2 separate regions of the Columba livia genome follow, and region 2 is linked to region 1. A link is a contact called in public Hi-C data. All regions are on one chromosome and are shown on one strand. Each heading gives the region's core, a stretch centred on a gene start, on an enhancer-like site or on the middle of the called end of the contact. The rest is flanking DNA. Distances are from core to core; before and after follow the strand shown. Region 1 has its middle 11 kb from the start of MEX3B. Region 2 has its middle 39 kb from the start of TMC3.

Evidence for each region. A called contact is a pair of places that touch in the nucleus more often than the background predicts.
Region 2: a contact with region 1 is called in a Hi-C map of crop, with 3 times the contacts expected there. The contact joins two enhancer-like sites. A contact is called at or near these places in 2 of 2 Hi-C or Micro-C datasets (crop and liver).

The regions. Positions count from the first base shown.
Region 1 is chr11:3,930,358-3,935,208 of bColLiv1.pat.W.v2, reverse strand. No RefSeq gene overlaps it. Among named protein-coding and RNA genes, the nearest start is that of MEX3B, 11 kb to the left of the region's middle. Within about 2 kb of position 2,383, at least 2 of the 3 cell types and tissues checked have an H3K27ac peak away from gene starts, as active enhancers do.
Region 2 is chr11:4,219,230-4,224,080 of bColLiv1.pat.W.v2, reverse strand. No RefSeq gene overlaps it. Among named protein-coding and RNA genes, the nearest start is that of TMC3, 39 kb to the left of the region's middle. Within about 2 kb of position 2,035, at least 1 of the 3 cell types and tissues checked has an H3K27ac peak away from gene starts, as active enhancers do.

The sequences.
Region 1 (4,851 bases), core at 1,134-3,633:
TCCTCACTCCTCAAATGGCAATCATCGAGAAGGGACTATGAAAAAAGCATAATATGCTTCCAGTTTTACTGCCTTTTAGTAACTCCCCGTCAAAATTGTACTTTAGATAAAGAACCCGAGCCCTCAGTTGTACTTTTAACTTACACTGTCTACAACGGGAAGCAAAGGTGTTGTGTGAAACTTGATGGGATTTCTAAAAGCCTCTCTCCTACTTCAAGCCAGTGAGCTGGGGGTTGGTTTACATCCTTCTGGCTTATGTGTCACACGGGGCGCTAAAGGCTCCCGGTCAGGACTTCCCCCCCAGCCGCACTGGGAAGGTGCAATGGAACAAGCCCCAGCTCAGCCGCACCAAATCTGCCGTGTCAAAGCCTCCCGGCTTCTACAGCTCTGGCAGACGGGGAGAGTGTGAACTGACGTGTGTCAGCCTCACGCTTTTCCTGCTTCCTAGCAGAAAGAAAATGTTGAAAGGAAGATGGAAATAACAATTATTGTGTTCTTAGCTTTTGTATTTCAGACCGTGTTAATTCAAGGAGGAGGACTGAGTCCAGAGGAAAAGCTCTTTGGGGTTCAGATCGAAAACCTTAGCACAGGGGCCCACTCTGGGACTGTCTAGGCAAGGACAAAGGCAGCTCAGGCATATTCAAGGGAATTTGCGTGTATGAGCTGAGGTACATTTCTGAGCACAAGCACATGTTACATGTAATTTGAGAAGGACTATCTCATTTTTTAGTGTGCTGTAGTGTTGATGAGTTGGTCCTGTTACAGGAACAGTGTCCCATCTAGCTCACATTTTGTATTCATTCACAGATTATATATTGTGTGCACTTAGTTAAAGCTGCCTCCTACTCTCCTCCTTAATTCTGAATAGAAAACTCAGAGGAGTTTTGAGACCTATCACCACATAGCGTGATGTCACCAGTGCACCCAGTAAGAAGAAACAGAAACATCCAGCAGAGATCCTGTTGCTCCAGGATGGACTATTTGTTTCTATACAAACAAAACACAATTTAAAAGCCTTCAGAATGGCTGATTTCAATTGCTAAATCAACATATCTGTTCTCATTTCTGCAACACCACTACTGTGTGGTTTCTTGCCTTCCACGTGATGCAACCAGCTTCTGACCCTGAGATCCCTCCTTTTAATAGTCTACATTTCTCATTAAAATCTCCAAGCATGAAACCCACTTTCACTAATCTTCTTTCCTTTAGCAATATAGTAACAAATACATTTATATACTGGGAAGGATGCACATCAGGGTAGCATCGATGTCTCTTACTTGAGTTTGCCTCTAGCAGTTACCATTTGAAACGCAAAAAGTAGAGCAGAACTGTTGAGGTCAGCATTTTCCAAGTGGACTCCGACTTTGTATGTCTAACTTGATACCATTTCCAGTCAATAAGAATGATTTCTTCACAAAATTGGATTCCATCCCACCTTCTACCACACAATCAACTTAGATCCCAAGCAAACAGGTTAAGAACAACAGATAATACAGGAAGGCAAACAGGGAGGTTAACTAGATTTCATTTCCATCCTAGAACAGTTGGACATGGCTGCATAGGACTGGAAGCAGGCTGCAAGCCTGATCACCTTCAACACCTATTTATTTCACACTGCATTTTCTTGCATTAATGGAGACCATAGCATTACTTTGAGACAAAAAACAACAAGTAAAGAAGCAAACTTCAGTCCAGGTGCAGTAAAGTGAAGCCAGGACTCATTAACCACTGAAGATGGAAGCTTTCTGTTTTGATAGTTTGGCTCATCGATATGCCAAAGCCTTCCTCCACGTGCAGGAGGATGGCAGCTCCCTCAGCTCAATGGGAATCTGTTCAGCCCCATTCAGACACAGATCTCCTGTGCATAACTCCTATGGGCTGCACTAATTCTGCTCCTGAGAAGGCCCCATTACTCCCTTCCTGACTTTCACTACAACTCCTGCCAAGTGTAGCTTGTGGATGCTGGTGGCGCAGACACGTTAACTCCACCTGGCAATGAGGGATTCTGTCTGTCGGAGTGTGTGCCAAGAAGACCCTGATCTGCTCAAGAAATTATAAGCCATGCAGCTATTTGCACTGAAACCCCTGCAGAAACAGCCCTCCCCCACTTCCTTCTCTGCTAGCTTGCTCTAACAGCAGGCAGACAGAAGTGAAAGGAAAAACAATGAGAAAGGAAACTTGGGAGGGCCAGGTTAGAAGCAGAAGGAAGAAGCAAAAGGTCTGACTCTGCAGAGCATATTCCTGATGAAAAGCATTTGCACAAATAACCTAATTGCATTCAGTGGGATTGCCAGGCTGAGTAAAAGTGCCACGAGTGCAAGCAACAATTGCAGAGGCAGGAAACAAGTAGGAAAAGAAAGAAAAAGGAAGCCCCACATGAATCAGACACCTGCACTGAGGAGAGCAGTCTCATACACCCCAGGAAAAACAAACCAACCAAAACGCGAGCTGCCTTTGGGTTGTTGCGGAAATATTTATAGAGCCTTTCCCGACCTCTGCCTCGGTTCCTGGCAGGCAACACCACAGAAAGAATCTTTACCACTGGCATCCCCTTCTTCCGCCAAACAAAAATTCAGTCCCTTCCCAAAAGCACAACAAAGGCAGTAAGAGAGACCAGCCAGGCTGCGAGAGCCGTCTGATCGTCACCTGAGGGAAGGAAGAACATTCAGCCAGGGACGTGCTCATCGGAGATGTATGAACTGTTCTCACAGGAGAGAGAGTGGGCATCTCTTCCTCTCTGACGAGCTGGGGGAACAGCATTGATTTAGGTTACTCTCAGCAAGGAATAACACAGGAGCCAAGGAAGTGATGGTTTCCACCAAAACCCCTTGTCTCCTCCAGAATGGTCAATTCTTTACAAAGGACGAAGAGGCACTGGAAAGAACTGGATGTCCAGTATCTGTATTGCTCCTTTTCCAATGCGTTCTTTCAGGAATTCTCAAAACAACTTCTCTGACAGAACAATTCTACATTTATAAATCATTAAAATTATGCATTTATTTATCAAAAGCTCTCCTTTTAAAATGAAACACTAGAGAGCAATCCAGTCATTCCAATGAATACATGTATTTCAATTCTCAGGCCTCATGCTAATTGGCACTTTTCAAAATGTTTCCTGTTAGATTTGTCCATAAGCTTGAAAAAGAAAATCAAAATATATCTCTGTGAGATGGGCTGATGTTTGTGAAACAGGACTATGAAATCAGTGAGACCAGGGACTGAATTCAAAGCAATGGTGGTTTGAGATCATACATTAAAGATGACAGGATCTTTCTAAATCACCTCAAACATTAAACACTTGCAGTGCGAACTTACAAACCTATCTGAAAAACACACACTACCACCTACTGGCAATTGTTCATATATGATATTTACATACTGATAAGTGGTAACAGTATGTGCACATCTGATTTGCATGAACTTGCTAGAACAAAGATTGGGCTTCATCTTTACTAGACTTGTATTTGAAGAAAAATATATTCCTGTGCATTTTCTTCTTTTCAACAAGAACTTAACCCAGAATAGCTGTTTATTTAAATACTTCTGATTTCAGGTTGTTGTTTTTGTCAGTGAATCCCTCTTATGTGAGACCGGGGGTTTTGCTCAACCTGGTAACATGGTATCACCGGGCTTACAGACTTTGCCGTTTTATACCCACTGTTTTGGAAACTGGGCACAAATTACAACGGTGGCATGGGACCAGGGAGGAGAATTTGGGCAGGTACTGCTCCTAGGTATGCACCTCTTCTGCACCAACCACACAGAAGCCTGTGAAAAGAAGGGCTATGGCTGGATAGAGGAGATAACACCAGGGAGTGATCACGCTCTGAAACACTCCTGGAGTGTTTCCTTGCCTTTTGCTGCAGCTCTCAGCTTCTTGCCCTAAGCTTCATGGTGATGCCAAAGAAACATCTTGGGGTTAAAAGTGCTATGAGGTATATTCAGAAGGTCATGTTAGTTAGAGGGCCGCATGTGAATACCACAAACATCACCTTTGCTGAACTTGGATGACATGTTTTTCAGCCTATGTGCTCTCTCTGGAGACCTTTGCCTGCTGGCAAAAATCTGATGGCCAATGTGGTGCTGCCATGGCCGATGCCTAGTTTTGGACTGTATTTGACTTACACCAGTCAAAATACAAGTTAGTGCTAGGACTACATCAACAGGACCCGCAGCATGAGTCCTCACCTGTGAAAGGAAACGTGTTGGGGAGCTGGGCCTGACACTTCTGAGTCAGCCCATGACCTGTCCTGGTGCTGCAGTACTGCGACTGCCATTTCTTCCCTGAGATCACCTTTCAGAGAGGATTTTGGTGTGTGGGTGGCAATGTCAGAAAGATCGGCTGGTCGTGATGTGCAGGTTCACTGGAGGCCAAAGACTGAGGCTGTGAAGAGCTACCTCTGCAGTTCTGTGTGGGCACCTGCCCACATGACACTGAGTTAAACCTGAGACAATGTCTATTCAAAACTCAAACCAGCAGCAGTAGAAGCTGATTGCCAGGTATTGTAGCCCCACAGGAAAACAACCTTTTCAGTGCCTTATAAATAAAACATTCTCTCCAACAATGGCATTGTATGTATATAAATAGATAAATATTTAAAAACTAATACATTTTGATATATTTATAATTAAGCAAATTTATAGTTTAATTTAATTTTTTCTTACCCAAGTCAGTTTTCAAAATATTTTTTCTGTTACTTGTATCTTAATTAAACACAAGGTTTCCTGCTGGCAAGTACCAGTCTAGCTCAAGACAGGCCTTCAGCTATGCTATGCTAATGCCTGACACTCAGGAACAGACACTTTGCGTTCTCTTCAATATGTGCATTCCAAGTAGTATTTTAATTGAGC
Region 2 (4,851 bases), core at 786-3,285, 290 kb before region 1:
TGTGGTGAGGCAAACACGCCAAAAACTAGGAAGTTAAAAGCTGATATTTGTGAGGATGGATTAAAAGCCCTAACTTTTCAGCCAGGTCCAAGAATCAGTCCTGGCCTATGTCTCTAGGGAAAACTATTTGCGGTCTCTGTGGACACAAACACACATTTCAGAATACCACACCACATGGCAATAGTCTTCAGGGAACAGGAGCTCAAGAAATCAAGTACCAAGAGCATCGTGGGTCAGGATGGTGGCAAGAGCAAAGAAAACACACTGAGGGTTGTAGAGGACATCCCCAGACACAGGCTCAGCCAGCTGCTGCTGCCCAGATGCCACAAATGGAGGCTTTTCTAGTACAAACCCCACTGCTCTGCTTTCTGCTTGCCCACAACTGCAACTCCTTTGGCGATATACCAAGTGATATGTTACCTGTTGTGGCTATAAAAGTCAACACCTGGGCTCCAGAGAAGCTGAAGTTCACTCGTTGCTCACCCCACCTGTTCGGTTACCAAGCTGTAACAGGAGCTGCAGTCTCTGCTCCTCCTCTGCCGATGCCTCCAGGCGGCACCTGTGGATATCAGAGCTCATCACCGGTGACCACGAGGCAAATTTTGTGACCTGGAATAAAAACCAGAGCAAAACCCAACCTCAAAGACTATGCTAGGAAAGTATTGCCGATCACCATCAGTCTAATCTAGACCAGAAGCTGTGTCCCCACATTTACTTTCCATGCTGTCCATACTGTGATTCCTGCAGGTTTCTCTGTGCTATACAACGTGAATGAAGAGTATGGTGCCTGTTTGCTTGTCATGACTGGTGAGCCCACTCTTGGAAATTTGTGCCTGGCAAGAAAGGTATGGTTGTCTCTCAAAAAATTAGATGTCCCCCTTGCAGCTTTTTTCTCTCTCTTAAGTAGAGTTGCTTAAGTGAAATTCCTCACGGAAATTTTATGTATTTGCTTAAATGCAAAAGTTTGAAGATACTCCATGGGCAAATGTGAAATAAACGTGAACTTGGATTCAAAACTAATATTCGTTAGTACTCATAAGAACTTAAAAAGATCCAACATCTTTATATAATCATTGACTTTTATATATTTACATGAGCAGGAGTGTGACCAGACTCAATCAGAGTTAACTACTTGATCTGAAGTGATGCTTTTGATCACTGTAGCTTTAAGGAGTGTGTTTGCATTTCTGCTCAACTAAATGCTTAAGAAAAGACGTTTTAAAAAATGTTCCTTGTTATACCAGTCTCACTAGAATGGGAGGTACGGTGATAAAATTTCCATTATGCTTAGAGGCATCAGCAATCAGTCAATAGGACAGAAGGACTGGGAACTGCATTTTTAAGCAACGAGTCTTAGTCATTTCTCATTGTCTTTAACATAGACTTTGTGCAAGAGAGGTAAGAAAGGACGTGTGGTTTCAGCAGCACAGAAAAACCTGGCTCGGATCTGCAGTAATACAAAATAAATGTTTAGTCATTCAATCGGTTTTAAACTGAACATCCCCATGTCTTTTAAAAATGACTAACTGCATTTAGTAAAATATCATTCAAGTTTGACTACACTATAAAATTCAAAATTGGCTAAATTTTTATAAAATTGAGTGAATATTTATGCGTGACTCATATACCCCCTGCAAACCAAAGCTAGTTACAGAAACAGCGGCATAGCTATACCAGCATTTCAGTTTCACCGCTGCTATAATGAGCTTTAATTATGTAATTATTTCACACTTCAACTGATTTGCACATGTTGTTCATGATCCTAGCAGCCGTAAGAAGTAACATACGAGGAATGATAAGGCTCTGTCCTCAAAGCTAAATGTCTACAGATAGGAGGAGCAACAGAAAATCCTTAGGAATCTTGTCAGGGTTGAAACATCTTTTTCCTGCAAGATCATAACAATTCTTACCAGGTTCAATCTTGCACTTTCTGGATATTTCCTTTTAACAGGATGCACCCCTGCTGAGGCCAGGGTTAGATTAGCTCTCCACACTAACATTTACTGAACTGCTAGGACTAAAATTGGTGTTACTCAAAGCTGGAAGTGCATAGACAGTGGAACCCAATTTGTGGCTTAACAATGAATAGAAAACAAGGAAGAAATGCTTTTCATTGTATTAAGTAAGCATCTTAAAGACTGAAGATATACTGCATACACATTCTCTCTGGAAATGATCAGTTATTCTACTTAGGTTTAAAAAATTGCAATTGTCTTTGCAAAACAAATCGTTAGATTTACATACAATCATACTGTGTAACCACATGAAAATAAATTATATTTTCTGCTTGCATTTCTGTTGCAGATTTAATTGATGTAACAGTGCAGAAAACTGAGACAAAATTTTATTTCTTCTGCCTTTTAATTACCATCTGCTAACATAAGATTACATTTCTTAAAGTGACTGGGTCTACCTGCCAGCTGAATTTTTCGCCTGATTTCCTCAAGCTCTGGCAGCTGCCTTTATTATTGGTGAAAGCGGCATGGCAAAGCTAGCATGAAAAATGAGGCTAAGCACCTGTCACTTCATTTTTCTGCGAAGAAACAAAGAAAACACATGAAACTCTATGCTCTGCGCCATCTATACTCAGCAACAATTTGCTGCAAAAAGAATAAAGCATGAGTTTGTTCTTGCACAGAGTAAGATGCATGACATATTAAAAGCACTTCTAGCTACCTACAAGTTTATGATAATCAGAAAAGGTAAGTCTCCAAATAAACAACATAGGGAAATGAAACAAAGTGTGCATTAAAATTTCCCCCATCATCACTGAATTTCTTCTATAAATAGAATCTTTCCCTAAAGAGGGGCTATTTGAGGATAAGAGCATTACTAGGGAGCTTCACCTAACAAGTGATAGAGTCAAGCCTCTTACTAATTTCCTCTACAGCACAAAGAGCCTCCTATTAAAGCATGAATCAGACAGGTATTAAGCACATTAAGCCCATGAGTAATCTCACTGCAGTCACAAGTGTTCAGATAACTTTATGTTTTCTAGAGTTGAGCCCTTGGTCCCTATGGAAGATAGCTAAGATTTGGTGCATGTCAAGCCAATGCCTGCTGGAAAAGATAACCATCTCATCAGAACCAGCTATTTGAGCATCCTTGGAAACCTGAAGAGAACCCAAGAACTGAAACTATGGAGGCGGGCAAAGAAAAAGGCATAAAAAAGCACATTATAACAGCTTATTTCTACCAAATTTTCTGCTTCATCACAAAACAAAAATGGTTACGCTAGCTGCTCTTTTCCCAAAGAAAAATAACCAGTTCAGGATGTCTGAAACAGCATTGGTGTATTCTAAAGCTAAAATGAAGACTAGATTAGAACCTAAATACCTATTTATACAGAATCTCCAAGATCAGGGTGAGCATTTGGCTGATTTGCACCATGGACTCCTCTGTATCCTCTTCAAAGTACAGAGCTACAGCAGCAGCTCTGATTGCCTGGGAGGAACAAAAGTGGATCCATGAAATAATTCCCTTAAATGAGCAAAAAAATAAGGTGAAGGAACATGGGTAGATTGTGTTATGCCTGAGTCATAACCTACTTTGTCCAACATGTGGAATATCTAGAACCACCTGACACCTAGAATAACTTTTAGCTCTCCTTGAAGTATATACCAATTGCAAACTGTGATTGCTCTTAAAAAATACACTGCAGAACAAAAAGGAACATTTAACTACTGAAGTACTGAGAATTTTCCATGCAAGAGTTCCCAGTATTGATATAGACCACAGAGGCAACTAAATTGTGACACAAGATCTCGCTGATTTTCTTGGAGGTAATTTTATACATAGAGCAGCATTGCCTACTTTGCACAGTGACAGTTAAATCCTGCTAATGTAGAAAACATCCTTCCCCCACCCCCTTCTGTGGCCTTTATCTCATTTTCTGCCAAATTTTGAGGGAGTGTCAGCAGAAGGTTTTGCTGAAGTGTGACAGGAACTATGAATAATCTTAATTTTATAAATAGTCTAGCAACTGCCTAAAGGAAAGACTTCAAGTTGTTAGATGCACAAGTTTGTTTATACAAGGTCACAAAAGGGCCATGATGCAAATCTAAGCAAAGACTTCTAAAGACTTCTCAAAGTACTTTTTCCAATCCAGAAGACCCCCATTGCTCCTATTTTAATCTCTATTACGGTATCTCTGTTTTATAGCAGAAGCAAGTAATATGTAAAGCCTTAAATTCTGGAGATACTTGGGTTAGTTCCATGAAGTTACTATGGCCATCCCCTAATCCAAATGATCCATGAGAAGCCAAATTACCAACTTTGAATGAAAGATTGAAGTTCTATCTGAAAGACATCCAAAATACTCATTGTGTGAGATTCAGTTTTTATGCAAAACTGAAGTTGCCCTATTTTTCTTTGGTAATGAACACGCACATGTCCAAAGCAGGATTTTTTTCCCCCTCTGCATTGCCAAAAGAAGGATTTTAGAAGGAAAAAACATAGAGATCTGCAATTTCAGTCATGCTGGAATAAATAGAATAGTTTATGGGATAAATAGATACATTATTTCATCCATATTTATGGAAGGATAATTGAAATTTTTTGCATGAGAGACTTTGATGAAATGCTGTTGAGCATCTCGCAGGAAGCATGAGGAGTTTTATTGGTTTAATTCTTTTCAAAGATATTTCCAATTTTTATGACACTAAGACTGAAATATTGCATCAATTATTAGCATTCTTCCAAAGAAATCATTAGCAGTATATTTTAGCACTTATAGCAGTGCAGAGTTCAAATCAGGGTCAGATAACAGTGACGCTACATTGGTTGTTATTAACTTCACTTTTATTGCAGTCTCTTATAATTAGTGTGTTAAAATATAAGTTCCACACTGAA